Linked DNA regions of Gossypium hirsutum: region 2 is linked to region 1. The links are chromatin contacts, called in public Hi-C maps. All regions are on one chromosome and are shown on one strand. Each heading gives the region's core, a stretch centred on a gene start, on an enhancer-like site or on the middle of the called end of the contact. The rest is flanking DNA. Distances are from core to core; before and after follow the strand shown.

Region 1 (4,806 bases), core at 1,311-3,810:
AATAATAATGAGTGTCAACTGATATTTGTAAATATATGCAGCCATCTTACATGTTTACAGATAAGGAACACGGGTCCATTTGAGTTTTCAGATGAGCTCGGAAATCTATCGATGGAGAAGCAGCAGATAACGTTGTTTCTGCTCTGAGAGTTGAGGAAAATGATAAGGATCTGCTTTTAACTACTTCTGAGAAAGAGGAAACTAGAGGTTCAACTAATAATGGTTCTGCATATACAGCTCCTTATGATGGTTCGTCTACACAGAGAGAATTGGCAATATCAAATCCCACCGCAGCAGGCCATTCTTCACAAGCAGCAAGCTCGGCAATTGATGATCTGCTTGGTGTTGGTTTACCAGCAGCTGCACCTGCTACTCCATCTCCTCAATTGAAGCTTAATACAAAAGCTACTCCGGGATCCAAGCACATTTCAGCAGAGGTGGCGCCAATTGCCAGTTGCTTTATCACAGGTTTGTGTAGCGATATTAAACGACTCAAGTTTCCATAAAAAAAATGAAAGTCACGTTTCCTGCAGTTGCTGTCAGTCTCGCTACCTCTTTAGTTGCCACCCCTAAAGCTAAACAAAAGCTAAGCTTGTAAGCTCATAGAGAAAGCTGTCAGTCTCGCTACCTCTTTAGTTACCCACAACCTATGTTCCTGAACGGTCTCGTTCGAACATCTGATTTGCCAACACTTTTTCACTTCCTGCAGTTCGTAAAATATTTCAAAAGCAGCGAGTGGTATATATTACTCCCACAATGAATGAAGCTCGTGAGATAGACTACTTTTTCAGGAAATATATAGGAAATGGAATTGCAATTGCAATTGGATTCGATCTTACAGACCCTTCTTATGGATACCCCTATAACGACAGAACTTTTAGGCCTTTCCTAGATGGTCCCTAGAATGGAAACCATGTGTTCTCCATTATGCCATTCTTGATACTTGGGAAAGCTTTGCTTATATATGCGATTATGTGCACCTTTCTTGGAACTCATCGTGTCAAGTAATCTGTCCAGGAGCACTCAGTAAGCCTTCAAGGCATCGTGGCACTGATGGCTCCTCAAGCTCTTGTTCGGCACATGCAAAGCCATTCCATCCACTGCATTGCATCGGGCGGTCAATCCCCGAACTTAAAGTTTTTCTTCTTTGCGCAAAAAAATGGAGTCATCGACATCTAATTATCTCGTAGAATGTATAATCAACACATCATCTGCTAAAGCCCAAATTAAGATCAAAGCTGATTATCAAAGTACATCCCAGGTATTCTCAACTCTTTTCCAGTCGGCTTTGTCCAAATTTGGCATTTCCTGAGCACTAAATGCTTTCCTCATTTGATGGCTAGATGTCAAAGATGCTCTTTCCTTTTCTAGTAGGAAGACATTAAAGAAACTTTGCAGAGGAGAAAAATGATAAGCTCTCCATTTTGGTAGGTATAGATATGTCTACATGATTAAAATGTACATATCTGTTGATGTTCCCTCATGGTCTCTTATTTTCGTTATGGAAAGAAATCATTTACGAGTGGCTTATCCGATTGGTTGAGCTTGGGCAAGAAATTTTCACCTCGAATAGGTTTGGATTTACTCAAATTCACTTAAATAGAAAAAAAAAATTAGTACTGTATAACTAGAGGGTTAGTACTCACGCACACATGGTAGGAACATTCCCATGCACACACTAAGTCTATCTGGAGTTGCTTAAATAAAAACCTACCACTTGCTCCCTAGCTGTGCGAACCTAAGTAGGTTCCATGAGTGGACATCCCTTAATCACAAGCCAATCACAAAAGTTAAAAAAAATTAAATTGAATTTAGTTAAAAAATTTATAAATATTGAATGTGATTTCAATGTTCAATTTGATAGTTTAAGGTTATTTAATTTGATACTTGAGTTTGTTCTGTCTCAATTAAATACATATGGATTTTTATACTAGAGCATATGTGTCAAATATTCATTGGGTTACTTGTTGTTTGATATGGGTATCAAGTTGGACAATGAAGCTAGACTCAAGAATAAAATTGGGAGATAAAAAAATTCAAGTGCCATTAAACATTGAAGTTAAATTTAGGGCTATTAAATTAAGTTAGGCTTAATTTAAACTTGAGTTTAGAAAAAAATTGAGAATTTGACCTGGTCTGATTTATATAATGATCCATAGATGATCTATACTACTATTAAAGCCATAATTGAATTAGTATTACGAGTTAATTAAACACTAACTTTATTATAGAAATTACAAAAATATAAATTTGTAATTAAAAAATTAGTTATATTATTTGAGGAATTTTTAATATTTTATTTTAACAAAACAATGAAAAGTTACACATAGTTGAATTTGAACATGTGCTATTTAACATTAATAAAACTCTATTTTTTCGATTGAGCTAACAATTTATGTTAATATAATATTTATATTTTAAATGTAACATATAATATGAAAAATATATAATAGAAAAAACTAAACAGGTGGACCCAGGTGTTAGAGGTGAATTCGAGTTTCCTCGCCCGTGACTCTCATCTATTATTATTTTAAAATCCCCCCATTAGTATTAGAGTATCGGGATTTGCCATGAAACTGCAACTTTCTTTTTTTATTTGTGGAGTGGTTTAGTTGATTGGTTTTACTTTTATCCCCTTTTATGGTTTATGTCAGTAAAAATGGATTCATAAATTCTGCAACCAAAACAAAATATAAATTCTCTAAAACACTTTCCAGCTATGAAATCCACCACTCCGAGGATAAAACATTTTATTGTACATTGATTTGCATGTGGGAGTTGTGGGCTCTACATTACAATATGTTGTTAACACCCTCATTGTCTCCATCATCCCCCGTAGATTCCCCTCCTCCTCTTCCACCACCACCACTCCCGGTGGTTCTGCCTCCTCTACCACCCCTACCCCCACCAACTCCTGCTTCTGCTTCTCCTCCACCCTTGTTGGCATCCCATTTGGCCCCAATATCAACCCCACCTCCAATTCCTGCTGCTGTTGCTATAAGTCCTGTTACTACTCCTACACAGGCGGTTGTTACTTCTGCACCACCACCCTCACCAACACCCCCTGCTGCTGCTACTAAAATTACTCCATTAGCTTCTCCCCCACTCCCACCACCACCATTGGTTATTATTCCTTCCCCATTGCTTCCTAAATCTTCTCCTCCACCTCCTCAACAGCCATCTAAACCTTTGCCATCTACTCCACTTCCAACAGCTCCACCAAGGCCACCATCTGTGGTGCTTCCACCACCACCACCACCTGCAGCTTCTCGTTCTACTGGGGTCCCTAAAACTCCAACACCATTTCGGGCATTTCCACTGCCTCCACCTCTACCTCTACCTCTACCGCCACCAACATCAACACCACCCCCACTACCACCTGCAGCTTCTCATTCCATCGGAGCTCCTAAAACTCCAGGATTCTTTCAGGCCTTTCCACCGCCTGCACCACCACCACCACCAGCATTAGCGCTAACAGCGAGCAAAGGAGGTTTGGCAGCCGCAAAGCACAGGCCACAGTCTCCAATTGGGCTTATAGTTGCATCCGTTGGTGTTGCAGTTCTACTATTTGTTGTGTTTGCATTAGTGTGCATTTGTTTCAAAGGTAGAAGGAGAAAACACAAGCCTTCAGACACTAAAATTCAACAATGTTCTACTGTCACAAAAGGTGAATTTAATACAACTAGTATTTGTTTCAAATCTTAATTAAGAACCCAAATCTGATAGAATTTCAATGTTTTGTTTGGTTTGGTTTTTTAGATGGCCCTTCTGCTGCTTCAATGCAACAAAAACAACAAAATGTCTCCAATTCAGCAACAGTTGCAGCAGATACCGCATTGAATCCTTCAAGTGGCATTTTCACTTATGAGGAATTAGTCATTGCGACCAATGGTTTCTCCGAATCCAACCTCATTGGACAAGGAGGTTTCGGTTACGTCTACAAAGGGCGTCTGCTGACCGGACAAGACGTCGCGGTTAAGAAACTGAAGGCTGGGAGCCGGCAAGGGGAGCGTGAATTCCGGGCCGAGGTTGAGACCATTAGCCGAGTGCATCACAAACACCTTGTTTCCTTGGTAGGATACTGCATCAATGGGGCTGAGAGATTGCTTGTTTATGAGTTTGTCCCTAACAGAACATTGGAATTCCACTTGCATGGTTAGTATTATTATTTCCTTTTCTTCATTCTCTATGATCAATGAATGTTTCGGTGATTCAATGTGTTGCAATTTTTATCTGTAATTAATTGTGTTGTAGAAAACCGACAACCTATTATAGTTTGGGAAAGCAGACTCAAAATTGCTATAGGCTCTGCAAAAGGATTAGCATATCTGCATGAGGACTGTGAGTTCATTTCTTAGCTTTTACTCATTACAAAAAAAAAAAAATTTACGGCCTGTCAATTGGTCAGGTTGAGTTAATTCTTGTTTTAAAATTTTTATTTCAATTCAAGTTGTTTCGGATTTAAGATTATTTGGGTTTGAGGTTCCATTTTCCCGGTTGGGTCATTTTAGTGCTAGTTGTTCGGGGTCAACTTTGAGATTAGTTCAATCCGGATTCGGATTGGACAGCTTTGTTTTGTTGACGTTTTTACGGCTAAACTGGGGTGGATTCAACTCGTGTTTAAGTTGATTGGGTCGGAATTTCGAGGTGTCTTATATTTCACAAATTTCATAATCTAGTTCTAGTTGTGATTGAAGTAGATTGTTCCTACAGGCAGTCCAACAATCATTCACAGAGATATCAAGGCAGCTAATATTCTACTTGATATGAGATTTGAAGCTAAGGTAGATCTCAAAATCTATAGAT
Region 2 (4,806 bases), core at 1,099-3,598, 170 kb after region 1:
CCTGTTCCCACCAGGAAGGATGTCGTAAAATCCCCTAATCCTGATTGCTCCCTCTCCGATATTCTTTCAATCCCAACCCTCCATAAAATTATTGCTAATGCTATTACACCAACCTGCAATAAAACAGTCATCTCTATATTTCAACACTAATCTAAAGCGATGCAATTGAAAAATTCAAGTCTCAAGTTCGAATAAAATAATCTAAATTCAAAATAAACTTAACCTACGAGCAAAAAAAAAATATTATTGGCTTTCTTAGAAAATATAACCTACCTGTGGGACTAGAATCAAAAGAGTAATCAAGCGACACATCTTTTCGTGGAAGACAACAAAGTTCTTGAAATATTCATGATTCTCATCAATGTATTTTGAAATTAGCTGTCATTGTGGAAATAATAGCACATATCAAATATAGCATATAATCAAACTCAACTCAACTCAACTCAACCCAACCTATTTGTATTTATCCTATCATCTCTTAATAAAACAAAACTGCTGTCTAATTGGGAGAGCTATTTGTGTAGCAACTTTAAGACAAAGAAAACTGACTTCAAAGACGTAATCAGAACCAATCTACCCCTCTCCTATATGTCCTTAATAAATGAAAGGTTTAAATGCAAAATCAACCTTTAAATTATACTGTTTTTTTTAATAAGTAGTACCTAAATTATTAATTTCATCTGCTTTTATCCTAAAACACAATACCGACCAATAAGAATGTGATTCGTTATACATTCTTATTAGACGTCAGTACACTTTTAGGAAAAATAAGACAAAAAGTGAGAATTTAGGTCCGACTTTTTACCAGCAAAAACTTTAGATAGCTATATGAAAAAAAGATGGCAGATTTTTCAATTCCAGAATAGGCTGATTGAGAATAAGCTGAAGTGTACATATTAGACTAAAATAGTTGGTAGGTATGTGAGATAAATGTTAAATTGCAAGTGGAACCGAGGCTAACAAGATAATGAGATATATGGGTGTTAAGAGTAGGCGTACCGAACTCCAGTCATTCTTGAAGAAAATGGTGACAATCACGGCAATTTCCAGAAAAAGAAGGGAGCAAACGCTGAAAATGTACTAATTAAACCTTGGTTCAGGAAACTTACAATAGGGGCTTTCAACTTCAATTTTTTCCTATTCTAAAACCTTAAACCCAATTACTGAAAGCATGAAATGGAAACTTCACAATCCAATTATGCCAATTTTATATTTTAGTTTACCATAATTTGATTTTAACCCCATTTTGGTTAAAATGTTAATCTATTTAAATAAAAACAAACAAACCTTACATCTCATGGAGTAGGAACGTCAGCATTTTAACGGTGTAACTAATGACATTGTGAAAGTGGAATGACCAATTTATAGGGACTAAACATCAATTTGCGTATAGTTGAGGGACCAAAATCATAAATTTGACTGATAATGATGACAAGGAATAAACTGAAATCTGAGGCCAGGGCAAAGGATACAATACAAAGTATAGATGTGCTGATACAATTAGAGACAATGAAACTGAATAGTGAGCTCAAGCACACAGCAATTCCCACACCAAAACACGTATATATAAACCTGTTTTATACAAAGGCAACACACAATTTTATTCAAAGTTCACTGAAAACTGAAAAAAAAGAAAGAGGTCTAATTTCACCCCAGTCCCTGCACTTTGTAAACTTTTTAAATTGAGTCCCTCTACTTTTTTGATTAAAAAATAATCGAAGTCCACATATTAGACTTGGATGTGTTATCAATTGTACTATAACTTTTAAAATCAGAGCTTTTAACATTAAAATGCCACATGAAATTTCGTTAACAATGGAATTTAATTTTTAAAGCAGAGAAGTTGAGGGACTAAAATTCAAAAATGGGAAGAAAGCAAGGACAGGTTGGGGGGGGGCATATTTAAACTTGCAAAAAGAAAGAAGAAAATTACCAAGGGTTGGGAATAGAAGGAAAAGAAACCAATTGAGCAACACCAATATTCCACTTCTTTTGGAGCCAAAGGGAGTAAACAATGATTGCAATCCCAAGAAAATTCATGATGAGATTCACTATTTTCATGGAGTGGTGCAAGCAACACCTGCTGCACCTTGGCATGGCAGTGGTGATTGGAGATGAATAAGCTTAATTTATGGAAAGCGCTGTGGATTTGCATTTAAATGTGAGACAAAAATGAGAGGAATATGGTGGTGACCGCCATTTGGGTGGTTTTAGGCAAAGCTGAGCGTAGAGGTGAAGAGCATGTGTTTACCGGGGACTGAAAAAGCATTAATATAGAAGGTTGAAAGTTAGATGGTTCTGAGTTGGTAGTCTTATAATGATTGTACACATAATGGGATTTGATCATTGAAGACAAGGAGGCAAGTATAACTGCCATTCAAACTTACTTTGAAGAAAGTTGCCTCTCTGTCTCACCCAATTTGGAATTTCCCATTCTGTTTTTTTTTTCTTAAGTTACCTAACACTTATCCAATTAGTGCCCTTGGAATAAAATTAAATGGATAAATTTAAGAAAACCAAATAATTAAATGGATAAATTAACATTTATGATTTAAATAATTTTTTTATTTGGAGTTGGAATTATAAATAAAAAATTAAAATCAAAATTTTCAAAACATTTCAGTTTTATTCCAACTTGAATCATTTTCAATCATTTCAGATCAATAGAAAGTTTAATATATTCAAGGGTAAATTATACCAATAGTCACTCAACTTTGAAGTACCTGACAAAACAGTCACTCTGGTTTCAATTCAGTCTCTCAACTTTCGAAAAATAATAAAACAATGCTTTTAACCATTTTCCGTTACAGACGTAACAGAAAAGTGACATGGCAGTTAACCGGCCACCACGATATTTCCAACTCAAAAAATATTTAAGGGTAAATGACAAAACAGTCACTCAATTTTCAATTCAATCACTCAACTTTCAAAAAATAACAAATTGGTCCTACTAAATTTAAAAAATCGGACACCCAAAAAGAACAAATAAAACCCTAGAATGAGTTCTTCTTGTTCATGAAGAAAGCAGAGCACCATGGCTTCCTCATTGTCATTAACCCAAAATACCATTTTCGATATCCTTTCTAGATTACCCCTTAGGTCCATGACTCGATTCAAATCTCTTTCGAATGACTGGGCTTACCTCACCTCGACCCCAACTTTCGTTGCCAACCATCTCCACCGCTCTTCTTCTGATCCATCTATCATACTCCTTTGCTACAATACCTAGTCCAATTTTGACTTTGGGATCTTGCTAATCACTGACCCGACCCAGAATTTCACTTGTCGACATTTGGTTGTCCCTTTGGAGGAACTGCTTCCTTCGTTCCCAAAAATCATGAGTTTAATTGATTGTTTAGTTTGTCTGGATGTTCCCCTTTGTTTTGCTTTTGACTTTGTTTTATGCAACTTGATAATGTTGACAATGGAGTTAGTGTTGTTTAGCTTAATCAACGACCCTTTTGTTTATATCAATCATATCCCATGAAGATCTTGACAAATCCGAGTCGTTTTGGTTCTTGAATCGCTTGAATGTTGCTTTGGAGGATTTTCTCCTCACCAGTTTGGTTGTGGATACTAATAGTTTGACCCAAAATTATCTTCAATCCCATTTCGATCTAATTTTTTCAGAGGAAAGTGGCTTCAGGTAATAGAAAAAGACAATTGGATCCCAACCATGTGGCTTCTCCATTGGGGGGTTGAAAAATACAAAAAAGATAGGGTGATGGTTTGGAGGTCAACGATGGTAACGCTAAAGATGATTGTGGTGGAGACGGTGACGGCGAGATTGTTAGGATGGAGAAGAAGTATAAACATATTGAGCCATTTACGCAAAAAGTAAAAATATTAGGCCATTTATGAAAAATAAAAAAAAGGACAAAAAAAAAGTCACTCAACATTGTCTCGTCTAACGTGACAAGTTAATTAACCACATTAGCTAATTTACTGGTCATGTCACCTGTCTCATTAGACTTGTAACAGAAAATGTTAATGAGTGACTGATTTGTTACTTTTCGATAACATTAGAAACTGATTTGTCACTTTTCGATAACGTTAGTGACTGATTTGTTATTTTTTTAAAGTTGAATGACTGAATTGAAACTTTGCCTCATCCAACATGACAAGTTAACTGATCACGTTAGGTAATTAACTAGCTACATCACCCGTTCCATTAGGCCTGTAACAAAAATGTTAATAGGTGATTGATTTGTCACTTTTTGATAATGTTAATGACTGTTTTATTATTTTTTAAAAATTAAGTACCTAAATTGAAACCAAAATGATTTTTACCATTTAGCTCAAAGTTGAGACTGACATAATTTACCCCATATTCAAGTGCATTCAAGTTGTTAACTCTTTTGTGGTCCAATTTTCACTTGAAAGGCCTAAATCTAATAAACACATCTTCATTAAATTGATGACTATGATCCATCACATCAATATTTTGAATATAGGGCTAACCCAAAGTTAAAGAATAACAAACAAAGCAACAGTCGCAACAAAAATTTTCTGGCAAGCCCGCAAATGCATAAATCCCCTCTCACAGTGCTCTCAAAAAGGAACCATTTATATATCTTAACGTGAGATTCTACCCATTCCAAGACAAAATGGGCATCAAAATGCCATTTAAATAAAATAAATCCTTCGCTAAAGTAGTACAAGTAATAAAATAATCAAGTAGGTCATCTATTCCAGCTTTATCCGATCCATGTCATTGATCACTCCTTCAAGCTGTTATTTAGAGAAAAAAAAAAGTCAAAAGGGGTTAACCAGAGTAATAAGTGCGTAATAAGTGAAATACCCATC

Evidence for each region. Hi-C and Micro-C count contacts between places; a contact is called where the count stands out from the background.
Region 2: a Hi-C map of leaf shows a contact between it and region 1, with 3 times the contacts expected there. The contact joins the promoter of LOC107901566 here to the promoter of LOC107901562 in region 1. A contact is called at or near these places in 8 of 34 Hi-C or Micro-C datasets (anther, fibers, leaf and 1 more).

What each region holds. Positions count from the first base shown.
Region 1 is chrD06:21,794,864-21,799,669 of Gossypium_hirsutum_v2.1, forward strand. It overlaps LOC107901562 (proline-rich receptor-like protein kinase PERK3), which reads left to right and starts at 2,561. Exons shown (of 8, transcript XM_016827618.2): 1 at 2,561-3,667; 2 at 3,760-4,155; 3 at 4,255-4,341; 4 at 4,714-4,784. The coding sequence starts at 2,641. It also overlaps the pseudogene LOC107900050.
Region 2 is chrD06:21,967,433-21,972,238 of Gossypium_hirsutum_v2.1, forward strand. LOC107901566 (tetraspanin-19) reads right to left here and starts at 2,349. Exons shown (of 5, transcript XM_016827624.2): 1 at 1,934-2,349; 2 at 1,473-1,572; 3 at 1,000-1,080; 4 at 274-378; 5 at 1-113. The coding sequence starts at 2,097. It overlaps LOC107901567 (eukaryotic translation initiation factor 3 subunit L), which reads right to left. Exons shown (of 8, transcript XM_016827625.2): 8 at 4,393-4,731. The coding sequence ends at 4,687.